Regions from separate parts of the Gossypium hirsutum genome. Here region 1 is linked to region 2. Evidence: chromatin contacts called from public Hi-C data. All regions are on one chromosome and are shown on one strand. The core of a region is the stretch at or near the end of the contact, and the rest is flanking DNA. Distances in the headings are between cores, read along the strand shown. Region 1 has its middle 10 kb from the start of LOC121205185. Region 2 holds the start of LOC107910011 (leucine-rich repeat receptor protein kinase EMS1-like).

Region 1 (6,622 bases), core at 1,417-3,916, 370 kb before region 2:
AAAATTGCGAGAATAAAATCTCTACAAATTTGACACGTATTTGGATATTTAATGATTCTTCTTTTACTTTGAACAGTAATACAAAGTTTTTGGTTCTCATATTCTTCGACTGACATTACTCTCTTCCTCGACGATCAGCATAAATCCAGGCCTTTTTTTAAAAAAAAAGTTGTCTCAACAATTGACACGTTTTCCACCACCCATCACCTATAGAATTACATGCTCCATGCTTTAGTCAAACTAAACTCGTTTTAACTTATGGTTCAAGAAGAAACCCTATCGATCTTTTACGACAGTGATTGTACTGTGTTTAATCTTTTACAAAGCTCATACATCAATATGACACGAATATTTAGTCTTACCTAAAAATACAAATACGATTCCATCATTTTGTAGGAATATTATGATCGTAATATGCTTCTTACTCTTGTTGAGATGGTATTATATTCATAGAGGAGTTTTTCCTTAGTTTTTACACTTTACTGACTGTTGTTTCTCAACAAATAAAATTGAAACAATAATTTAAAATTTTCTTTACTCTTCACTTATTCTAACAATATTTCCAATTTGCATAATTTGGAAAACATACTAATATTTTTAAAAGATCTCAACCCTCAATGTTGGCAAATACATTATTAGTATAAAATTATATGCTAAATCTTATGTAGTTTTTTTTTTAAATGTTATCATGAATCATTTTTGAAGATTTTTTGTTTCGTTTATGTTTATATTATAAGCACCATAGAATTTTATATAAGATATTAGCATGAAATTTTATAAAATTATACAATTAGAAAACATATATTGTTGTAAAAAAAATGAAAGTCTAAATCTTATGTAGTTTTTTTTTTTAAATGTTATCATGAATCATTTTTGAAGATTTTTTGTTTCGTTTATGTTTATATTATAAGCACCATAGAATTTTATATAAGATATTAGCATGAAATTTTATAAAATTATACAATTAGAAAACATATATTGTTGTAAAAAAAATGAAAGTTGGAACTATATTTACAAGTGATGGAAAGAAAAAGGCTTGATTATTGGGTTTTTCTTTTCAATAGAGATAAAAGCGACATTTTATTATTGATGCTGTAATACTCATGTATTAAAGAATTTTTTTTCCTCATAGAGATAAATATCAAAATAATATATAAATAGAAATTTTATGTGTAATGTGATAAGTGGACTTTAATTTTATCTAATTATATACATACATTTTCTTTATTTGATTCAATTTCTACAAATCATTAACATTGTTATCACAATAGCTACATTTTACATTTACATTTTGTATATCCAACATAAAATTAAATAGGTGCATTTATCTTTATAGATGTATACAATTAAATCAAAATTAAAATTTTAGATGTAAAATTGAACCAAAATTAAACATTCACATAGATATAATAATGTTTTTTTGTTTTATATTTCACTTTCTTTCAATTATGTGGTTTATAAAAAAAAATTTAAACTAAATCAAAATGTATGTATGAAATTTTTTTGAGTCAAAATAAATGTATAAATTTGAGATTTGAAAATTTTTTTAAGTTATTAATAAAATAAATTATTATAAATATTAATTAAATAACTATTTCAACTAGGGATTTAAATTGCAGTCACGGCCGCGTTTTCGGTTGCGTTGCGTTTGTCGCGGTTGCGGACATAACGGATGCTATTGGGTCACTTTGAGTATCGCGGTCGTGAATTGTTTTAAAAACTCACACAACTTATTGTAAAACATAATAGCGGTTTCGACAATAACGGTTTCAGACAGTGCCGCTACAACTATATAGCGGCTGCTATAACGATATCGAACTGCTATTTAAATCCCTGATTTCAAACATATAATTTTATTCGGATTGGATTTCATTTTCGATAGTGGGATATATCAACTTTGTATGGATCCTTTCAATTGGCTCCTTTATCAGTATTGAAAGCCACTTTGCGATGGGTATGGATTTCTTTTTGCTCTTCTCGTCTTTGTTGTTTATGATATTAAGGTGTTGAAGTTTGTGTTTGATTCTTGAGGTTCACGCGTGAGTTTAGGTGTTATTTTAGGCTTTCCTTTTTCTGCATTGAACCTTGTTTTTTTTTTTAGTTATATGTTAATTTTGTATTGTTCTGGTTTCTTAATAATATTATTGCTTAGTTAAAAAAATATTTAATTTGTTGAGTGTTTATTTTATTGTATCATTTAGAATTACTCATTCATTCATATATATATATAAAGTACAAATTATTTATATAACATATTAAAAGTAATTAGGTATTATGTAGGGTAATATGTTACCCCTTAAAAGTTACATATGTCTTAACTCTTCAAAAAATTATCAACAAGCAGGGTAAGAACATTCAAATAACAGACACTCATAATGGAAAGCTCGCCAGATTGATAATGGACAAACTTATATATAACGTTTTATACTATTTATATACCAAAATTCAAATATGAAATCACAGATTCGATTCTAACAGTTGAGCAAAGTACTTCAACTTTTGAATAAGTAATTTAATGCCAACGAATAATTGGAACTATTATAATGGAGCAGAGTGCTGTTAACTTTTAAAATTTTGATTTGAATCGGTGTATGGGAAATTAGTGGTACTACTTTTGTAGTCCAGAGCAGATTCATATGATCCAAAAGTTGGGTTCATAGTCAAGAATGTAGCCAATTAAAGGCCATGAAACGCCTTAGTTCCTATCCAATATAGCCTAGCAAGCCACACTCCTCTCCGACAATCAAATTCTGCTGCATTCAATTATTGACCTGCATTTCTGCAATAATAGGCTTAGGACCACACACTGACGTGGCTTTTTATCAATTAGAGTCGGGTTTTAAAAATGAATATTGTGAAGATTTCCATTCAGAAGGTCGAAACTTGCGTTTTGATGGCTTCAAATTTTAAGTTTTACTCTTTCAGTATTTTAAATAAAATTTGAATTTTTTTATATAAATATTTTTTAATTCCTTTCAAATTTATCTTCTAAAAGAATAAAATAATTTTGTTGGTGTAAATTTAAAAAATTAGCAACCGATAAAAATCAATGATGATATTAAGAATTTCCGTTAAATAAATTTGATGTGACAATGAAGAAAAAAAAAGAAAAATTGAAAACAAATAATTTAAAACAGGTGTGAACTATTTATTGGCTAAATCTTTTACCTAATTTCTTTCTAAAGAAAAGAAAAACAAACTTGAGTTCATGAAAAACTGAACATTATCGTTTTCTCAATCTATCTATCCATCAAATTAACTTTAATTTTTTTATTTTTCGTATAATAAGCTGTTAAAATTGTGGAAACCCTTGATTCATCAAAGTAATTAACACCTCATCAAAGCTTTGAATTCAATTTCATAGTGAATTCAATTTATTTCCCAATTAAATTATTTTTGTTCAGCTTCTTTATCATGATGATTAAGTATTTGTGTTTTCCACTCATATAGCCCAAGTTCAAGTCTTCTTCCATGTTTATTTGATTTTAAAAAATAAGTTTTAGTTGAGTAGTAAATTTAAAGTTTTACTAATTCAATTGTTGTGAGTTTAAATCTTACAATGTTCATATTTTTCAATTAAATGTAGTTGGAAAAACCCAAAACACCGTATGTCATCCACCATGATTTTATTGAATATCAACACCAACTTATTAAAATACATATTTTGTCCTTGTTTATTATTGTACAAAGTTACTTTTGTGTTTAGTCTTTAGGAGCTAAGTTTAACCTTAATCTTATGTTAATAGGGTAATGAATCCTGCATTGCCTAAGAACAAAAGGCAAAGGGATAAAGGCAAATGGATTATAAGTCTATATAAAGACCATATCCTACATTGTTTACTGATTTGCTATATTTATATACATCAAATTAAGCTCTTTAAACCCTTAAAGAGCCTTTTCTGGAGTATTTTGTAGTGTTTTTTATCGCTTTTTTGCACTTGTTAGGTTTCATATTTAATCTTAGTTTCTATAGCGTTTTATTCTATTTTTTGTTTTTGAGAATAAAATGGCAAGTTTGTATCATTCAGAACTTAATCTTTGAGCTGAGCTTGTTTTAGGCGCTTGGTTGATTCAAAAATGAGGAGAAGAGCCAAAACTAGAACCAAAGTCATGATGCCAATATGTCGAGGTCGCGACACTAACGCTTTTTCCATCAACTAAGGAGGACTTCAACAATTTGCACTTAAGGGTGGACTACCTTCAAGGTCACGACATCATGCAGTTGATGTTATGACACTAGCATTCATGGTCGCAACATGACCGCGACCTCGACGTGTGTGCATTTAGGCTAAGAATCAACACTAAAACAAACAATATAAGTATGGTGTGTTGCAAGTGTGACAAGTCAGCTGTAATATTTGTAGCGTTTCAATGGAACACCCTAGTATTCAAAAGATCAAACCTAAGAGTTTCCAAGACTAAGTGATTTCTATATAATTAACATGTGTAAACTTGAAATTATATAGGATTTTTCTATCTATTTTTACCACCTTTTGACTTAGTAAATATGTTAATCTTGAGTAATTGTTATTGAATTAAATGAATTTTACTTAAATATTAATATTGGACATGAATTTATAAAGCATGTGAAATTATGTTTTATTACATGATTTTTGTGGATAATTTATATTATTTCATGTTAATTATTAATATGTGAATTTTCACTATGCAGTGGGACCACGGAAGATGAGATTAATATAATGTTGCATGGACATTGATACATCTACCTCATCTGGACGGCAAGACCATGAAAAACTGGGTCATAAGAATGTTAATTTGACCCAATAAAAGTGTTGCTACATGATGGACTAGTCTGATTATTTATTGGACTAAGAAACCATCTAAAAAGGAGGAATTAAAGCCCAATTTTGGCATAAGCACATGGCTGCCCAAAAATAAGCTTTGAGATATTTTGTTGAAGATCCCTACAGTTGGAGAGATGTCAAAAATCAGCACACAAGTTCACCCTTTGAAACTGTCCACCTTAGCAAAGTTTTGAATTCAAAATAAAGCAACCAAGTCATCCCTTTTCCACAATTTGTGGCCGGCCAAGCATGAGAGAAAAGGAAGGATTTTCAAATGTTATTTTTAGTAAACTTCACCCTTACCTTCACCTATAAATACCATACAAGTCCCGCTTCTCAAATCATCCCTCATCCTTTATCACTCATTCATCATTCTCTTTTCATTCCACTCTCTCATTTTCATTTCCCTTTTCTTTTCCCTTACATAGCAGTTCCACTTCCCCTGCTATTATTTAGTAGAAAAAAGCTTGGTCAAGACACTACCTTGGCCGAGCACATTAAGAAACCTTAGCAAAAGAGTAACGAGCAAAACGGAGGAACACATCAGTCAGAAAGATCCAAAAGGCTGCTGAAATGAATTAGAATTCACTCTTTCCTTCTTGTTGTTTAGTTTAATTATGTTTGCTATGTGTTTATTGTTATTGACATCAACGATGATAGCTTAATTATATTTGCTAGGATGATTATGTTAATTCAATAATATTTATTGATTCATGTTTAACTTGTTTGTGCCTGAGTCGATCATGTTTTCAATTAAAATCAAAATTTATTTCATTCATACGTGATTGGATGCATTTAGATTAGTTGAGTGATCCTAACCAAATGACGGTTAGTAGAGACATAATTGAAAAGTGCAATGCTTAATTTAGATCATTAAACCCGACTAAGTTAGAGGTTCATAATATATTTAGTTAGCACCATTATCTTGCATAGTTTTTAGGATTATGTGATTAAACTATTTCAAGCGTAAATGCCCCTGTTACCTCACATAAATACTAAGAAATGCTTGGTTTAATATGACCAATGAAATGTATATTTCACTAAGTAAAAGATTCCAAGAGGACTTAATTTGGTTTACAAACTCATGAAAGATCGAGTTGCCATGGAATATTTCTGAACGTTGTTAAGCATGATGAAAATGAATTGATTTGATTAAGATAATTATCCTAGCCTATTTTATGTTGGCTTTTTTGTTGCTAAAGTCATTCATTCATACATTTAGGTCATTTGCATTTAGATTTAATTGCATAAGGATCATCTTGCATTTAGATAATTTAATTTAATCATCTATCACTCAAAATATTATCTTTTTACCACCAAATTGTGAATTTATAGTTTTGCAAATAATCAATTAACATACACAGTCCCTATGGAGACGATAACTCATTTTACTTACTTATTACTTGAACGACTGTGTACACTTACACATATATCGTTACAAAATGCAACCTGTAACATCTTGAAATAAGGCCTAATCTGAATAGTGGTTTTGGGACCACAAATTCGATGTTAAAATATTATTTTTATATTATTATGAGTTCTGGGATATGAAAATAAGCATGTGTTAAAGTTTCATGAAGAAATTCTAAGTATAAGATGTCAAATTGGAAATTAGGGACCAAATTGAATAGATTGCAAAACTTATGTTCTAAAAGAAATTAGTATGAAATTGCTATGGATTATTAATTAGGAGGCCTTAAATAGCAATTTTCCCATTTTTTAAGTTTTTGGATGTTGATCGTTTTATGAACCACTAAACTAGACTACGATCACGACTAAGGCAAGCGCACCTATCGAATGGTTGTATTAGTTACGGT
Region 2 (5,969 bases), core at 2,962-5,461:
ACCACCATAACTCATTTTCTTCCATAATAATTCAGCAAAAATCTCAAAATATTTCATGAAAAAAACCCTATACTTTCAATCGTTTTGCAAAATAGTCCCCTCAATAGCTAAATTAAGCTTTAGGGGCTCCAAAAACATAAAAATTATCAAGTAAGGTTATCTAAATCACTTACTTTCAAAGATGGAGAGTGGCTGAAATTTCAAGCTTCCAAAAACCCTCAATTTTCTGGTATTTTCAGTGAGGAAGGAAATGAGAAGAAGATGATAACTTTTTCTCTTTCTTTTATTTTTATTTTAATTAATTAAGTCACCAAACACACCTAATATTAACCTTCGACCTCTCTTGTCCCCCCTTGGCCGGCCACTCTCCTAAAAAGGGTCTATTTTCCCTTTAAAGACCCCCAATTATGGTTCTCTAGCTATTTGGCCTATCTATCAAGTAAAATAAAACTTTTACCCTTTATGCGATTTAGTCCTTTTTCGCGATTAAGCTTACAATCGCTAAAATTTGTTCATCAAAATTTTCATGCACTTATAAAATCATACTATAACACATAAAATAATATTAAAATAATAAAAATAATTTCTCTTCCTCGGATTTTTGGTCTCGAAACTATTTTTTTGATTAGCCCCAAAATCGGGCTATTACAATGCATGAATAAATCGATGTGATATTGCCTCGAAAAGTGCCATTGAAGTTATGTTTAAGTAAGTGCTAACAAGGGTGCCAAGTGGCTTGGTAAATAGCCATTTTCTGGGTCACACAGGCAAAGACATAGCTATGTGTCTTATCCGTGTGGGGAACACAGTCTAGCACATGGGCGTGTGACTTGACCGTGTGACCCTATATCGTTGCTAACGTCATAAACAGAGAATTACATGGGATGAGGACACGGGCGTGTTCCAAGCCACATGAGCGTGTGTGACCACACAGCCTAACCCACACGGGTCTGTGACTCTTCAAAACTAGAAAATTTTCTAAGTGTTGTAAAAAGTTCGTAAGTTCTCGGTTTAGTCCCAAACCACCCCCGATGTATGTATTGGGCCTCGTAAGCCCATATAAGGGGCATTATGAATATGAATGAATGTTTTTAATTTGAACAAAATTTTTATGGCTCGATTTTACATAGTTGTGTACGTTTAAGTCTGGTAATGCCTCGTACCTTATCCCGGCCTCGAACTCGGGTAAGGGGTGTTACAAACAATCATGTCACGATATTGGATTCTTAATGTCACAATGATGAATCAACACTAAGTTGACGAGGAATCGACAGTAAGTTATGTCGCAATCTAGAACCTTCAAAGTTGCGACGTCAATCTGATAGTTTGCAAACTTTACATTTTGGTCCTAATTCAATCTTGAGTTTGCCTTCGTAAGCTCGTACAAGACTTGAATATTATTGAAAAACATATTGTGAATGTCTGATGTAGTTAGTAGCATGTGTAAAAGGTTAAATTGGATCATAGTTGCTTCAGAAACGAATGTGGCATTCTGTAACTCAAACCTAACAATTGGGTTACGTCTGGGGTGTCATATTTTTTATATGATGTACTATTGTTAGTTTTATAGTTATATACAAAATTGCTTTTCACATATTACCCTTTCATATATTACCAATCACCAAAATAAAATTACCCTTTTCATATATTGAAAGTTTTATGCATATATGCAAAATATTTGAGTAAAAAGAATGAAAAATGGTCTAATATATATACATAAATCTTTGACGACATATTGTTCGGGCCTATTGTTCTTTAATGGCGTCAATCGCATTCAGAGAAAGGTCTTTAAAATTATCTTGCAACCATCTCATCTTTATTCCGCCATCTTGAAACTTGTTCAGCACCTTCCTTAAAAATGCCTCGCCTTTATCAAGAACGACCATTGACCTTGTAATGACTAGCCCATCCACAAGTAAACTGAGTTGTAAAGCTACGTCCTCGAGTGTGATTATGCACGCACTGCACGAAAGATGGAATGTGTGTCTTGGGTCTCCATCTTTCCACCAACACGCTGATAATTGTAGGATCCAGTTTATAGATCCCGAGTATATAAGATGCATGTAAGAATCCTGCATTTTGCAAATAACCACAAATTTTAGTGGGTGCACTATTTGATAAATTGAGTATGAAATCTTCCAAAACATGATCATTTGCCTATTTATATCAATAAAATAAAATAATTTAAAAACTTTAAAATTAACTTAATTGAAAATAACTAAATTTAAAAATTTTCCTTACCATTATCGGTTGAGCGACGGAAATGTGCTTGTCGTCAAAATGAATAAGAGGACTTGTCATTCGTGAAAAATTATTCGAAATAAATTATCTGTGAAATAATAAAATAAAACTATAATATTTTTATACAAATTTATTGGAAAAATTCGAACAAATCTTGAGAAACTTGAGAGTTCAGAGAGAATGAAGAGAGTTAGATTTGAGTGAAAAGAATGAAAAATGGTCTGGTATTTATAGGAAATAAAAGTTATCATTGGGCTGTTTAAAAACTTTACCATTTCCGTGTTTAAATTTTTACCGTTGGGTAAATGACCATCGGAGGAAAGCGCGTCTAGATGAGTGCGTTTTCACACACTCTCTCCAAAATTGACCTATTTCTCTAATTCTTCAAAAAAATGACCTACATGGCCAATTAACAAAAAATAAAGGACATATTTAGACAACTTAGCTTTCTTTCTTTTTTAGTTTTTCATAATTCTAATTTTTTTATAATTTTAGATAAAAGATTTATAATTTTTTTTGTGATTTTTTTTATGTTTTTTAAACAATTTTAAGAAAAATTACTAGATTTCACCATATAGCACAACCTTATGTACCACATGGCGAAGTTAACGGTGTTTATATAGAAATTGACTTTTGAAGGGCTTAATTGATTGTCTATATAGAATAAGAATTCAATTGAGTGTTACTCTTAATTGAGAGTTCAATTGATTATTGAATAATGTTATAGATATTTTTTATATAATAAGCATAAAAAAATAAAATATGTACTATTATATTAATATTTATATGTTTTTATAATTAAATTTAAATAAAAATATTTTTAAAAAATATTTTCTCTCTTTCCTATAAACAAAAACTGTTTGTCGGGGTGGCCAGATTTTGCGAACCAGCCGATCCATGTATTGCTCTAAGTGGGACCGAAGGGACAACTCAGCCTACATCAGGTTCTCATGTCCTTACAAGCAACTCAAAACAGACACCGCCCCTATAAGATACACTCCTTTTTTCTATGTAAATTAAGAGAGCCCTTATGCCTTGTCCTTTTGCACATCCCAAACCATTTATTCCTGTAAAATATAAAATTAAGGCAATTACTAATATTTGTTTAAAAAAATATAAATAAAATTAAGGCAATTATTAGTTATAATTTCGACCAAAAATAATCTTCAGGTTTAAAACTAATTCATTATTGAAAAAAAATATTAAATTTTAAAATTTTAGAATCAAATATTATTTTATTAATACCTAATAGGTCCTATTCTCTAACATGAATTTAAGAGTGTGAAGGGGCAATAAGGTCAATTGGAATAATGCACCTGACCGAAATTAGCATCTGGACCGTCTCATCGGAAGGAAATGTAGGGGTCCATAATTTTAAGGGACCACTCCCTCTCACTCTCACATAATAATGCGTCCAAAATTTTCATCTGATAACTGACCTGCATCACAAAAATACAAAACCAGGATGGATCTGTAGAAATTTTTATTTGGGTGAAGTTGATTTTTTTTTTTAAGTCTTAAATAGCGATTTAACCATAATAATAATAATAATAATAATAATTTGTCTGCCAATGAAATTAAAGCCCTGGTTTCTGTAAGTTCTTGTTCCCAATGCCATGCTCCGCAATCTTCACCTCTTCAGTTTAGTCCAGTTCTTTTACTCTGTTGCTTCATTTTTGGGGGGTTGATAATTGAGATTCCATTATAAAGCAATCTGTTCTGACTACTGAAAATCTCAAGATGAAGGGCGACGACACACATTTCACGCTTACAAACAACCACATCGTTTACTACACCTTTTTCACTAAATTTCTATCTCTTCCATCTTTCAATAATTTCCCCAAATCTTTGAGTATCAGAGATTCGGCAGAAAATTGTACAGTGCACCTACAGCTGCACTGAAGAAGCAAATTTGGGTTGGGGCACTTTTATTTAAATAAAACGTATTTCTTCTAACAACCCAAGGAAATAAACAAAAGGATATCTCAGCTTTTAGGCCTTAAACCACAATCATCCATAGTGTGCTAATTTTATCAAAGCGAAAATTAAAGAAAAGAGACAAGAGCCGGATTCTCTGAAGTAGGGGCCCTTTATAGCTCGTTTGTTTAATATACAAATCAAAAGATTTTTGTTCCTATCGTATAATAATTCCAAACCAAAGATTCAGCCTCAGGGGTACTTGTAATATATGATCAATCAAAACTCATGTGGGATTTTTCTCTCAATAAAAAGATATATATATATTAAAGGAAACACGATTGAGATTTGAGGATTGCAGTTACAAAAGCTCCAGTCACGTGAGCTACGTTGGCTATGGTGTCTTCTTCTTTAAAGTTCACCCAAACCTTTCTTCAGAATTTACTCCCCTTGCCTATGGCCATTATCATCCTTCCATTTTTATCTTTTATCTCTTCTCTTCTTTCCCATCTTCCCCTGTAAATATTACTGTTTCTTCTTTTGGCTATGGAGTTTAAGCTTTTGTTTCACTTCCTCTGTTTCCTTCATTTGTTGTTATCGATATCAGGGGCAACGATAGAGCAAGCGGACGGAAACCCAGACAGGGAAGCTCTGGTTTCCTTCAAAAGAGGGCTTCAAAACCCTCATTTTCTATCATCATGGAACCAAAGAATTCATTTCTGCAAGTGGGATGGTGTCACTTGTCGGCTCGGCCGAGTCACCTCGCTTTCTCTTCCATCTCGGTCCTTGACAGGTTCTCTCTCTCCGTCCCTTTCGTCCCTCTCAAACCTCACCCTCCTAGACCTGTCCTCTAACTCCTTCTTTGGCCAAATTCCGACTGAGTTGGCCGAGTTGACTCTCCTCAAGACCCTCAAACTCGGGTCTAACTCTTTCACCGGAAACATCCCTTCCGAGCTGGGCAGCCTGAATGCACTTCGGACGCTAGAACTTTCCACCAATGCACTCACTGGCACAGTGCCGGCTAAGCTTGGACAGTTAACTCAGCTACAGTTCTTGGACCTGGCTAACAATTTCCTTTCAGGTTCTTTCCCTTCAACACTCTTTGAAAACCTTCAGTCTTTAACCTCTCTGGATATTTCCAACAATTCTTTCTCTGGTAATATCCCGCCTGAAATTGGTGAGCTAAAAAACCTGACCGCTCTTTACATTGGAATCAACCAATTTACAGGGAAAATACCACCTGAAATTGGTAAACTTTCACTCCTTGAGAACTTTTTTTCACCCTCTTGTTCCATAACAGGACCTTTGCCTAAACAACTATCCAATCTAAAATCACTCACCAAGCTCGACCTTTCTTATAACCCATTGAAATGTTCCATTCCAAAGTCTATAGGAAAGTTACAGAATTTGACTATATTGAACCTCGTCTACACCGAGCTCAATGGTTCAATACCAGCGGAGCTTGGGAACTGCCGGAATTTGATGATGTTGATGCTGTCTTTCAATTCGCTGTCCGGGTCCTTGCCTGAGGAGCTTTCAAGTTTGCCTATGCTGACGTTTTCTGCTGAAACGAACCAGCTTTCTGGGCCACTGCCACCTTGGCTTGGGAAATGGACCCAGGTGGAGTCTTTGCTACTTTCAAACAACCACTTTTCAGGTAACATCCCTCCTGAAATTGAGAATTGCTCAAGGCTTAAGCACCTTAGTTTGAGCAATAACAAGTTGTCGGGTTCGATACCAAGAGAGTTATGCAATGCAAAATCACTCTTTGAGGTTGATCTCGATGGTAATAACCTTTCGGTTACCATTGA

Evidence for each region. Hi-C and Micro-C count contacts between places; a contact is called where the count stands out from the background.
Region 1: a contact with region 2 is called in a Hi-C map of leaf, with 1.7 times the contacts expected there. The contact joins the enhancer-like site here to the promoter of LOC107910011 in region 2. A contact is called at or near these places in 5 of 34 Hi-C or Micro-C datasets (hypocotyl, leaf and seedling).

What each region holds. Positions count from the first base shown.
Region 1 is chrA08:65,117,670-65,124,291 of Gossypium_hirsutum_v2.1, reverse strand. No RefSeq gene overlaps it. Among protein-coding and RNA genes, the nearest start is that of LOC121205185, 10 kb to the right of the region's middle. Within about 2 kb of position 2,666, at least 3 of the 9 cell types and tissues checked have an H3K27ac peak or open chromatin away from gene starts, as enhancers often do. A contact at or near this core is called in leaf, where this site is marked.
Region 2 is chrA08:64,749,828-64,755,796 of Gossypium_hirsutum_v2.1, reverse strand. It overlaps LOC107910011 (leucine-rich repeat receptor protein kinase EMS1-like), which reads left to right and starts at 4,211. Exons shown (of 1, transcript XM_016837773.2): 1 at 4,211-5,969. The coding sequence starts at 4,705.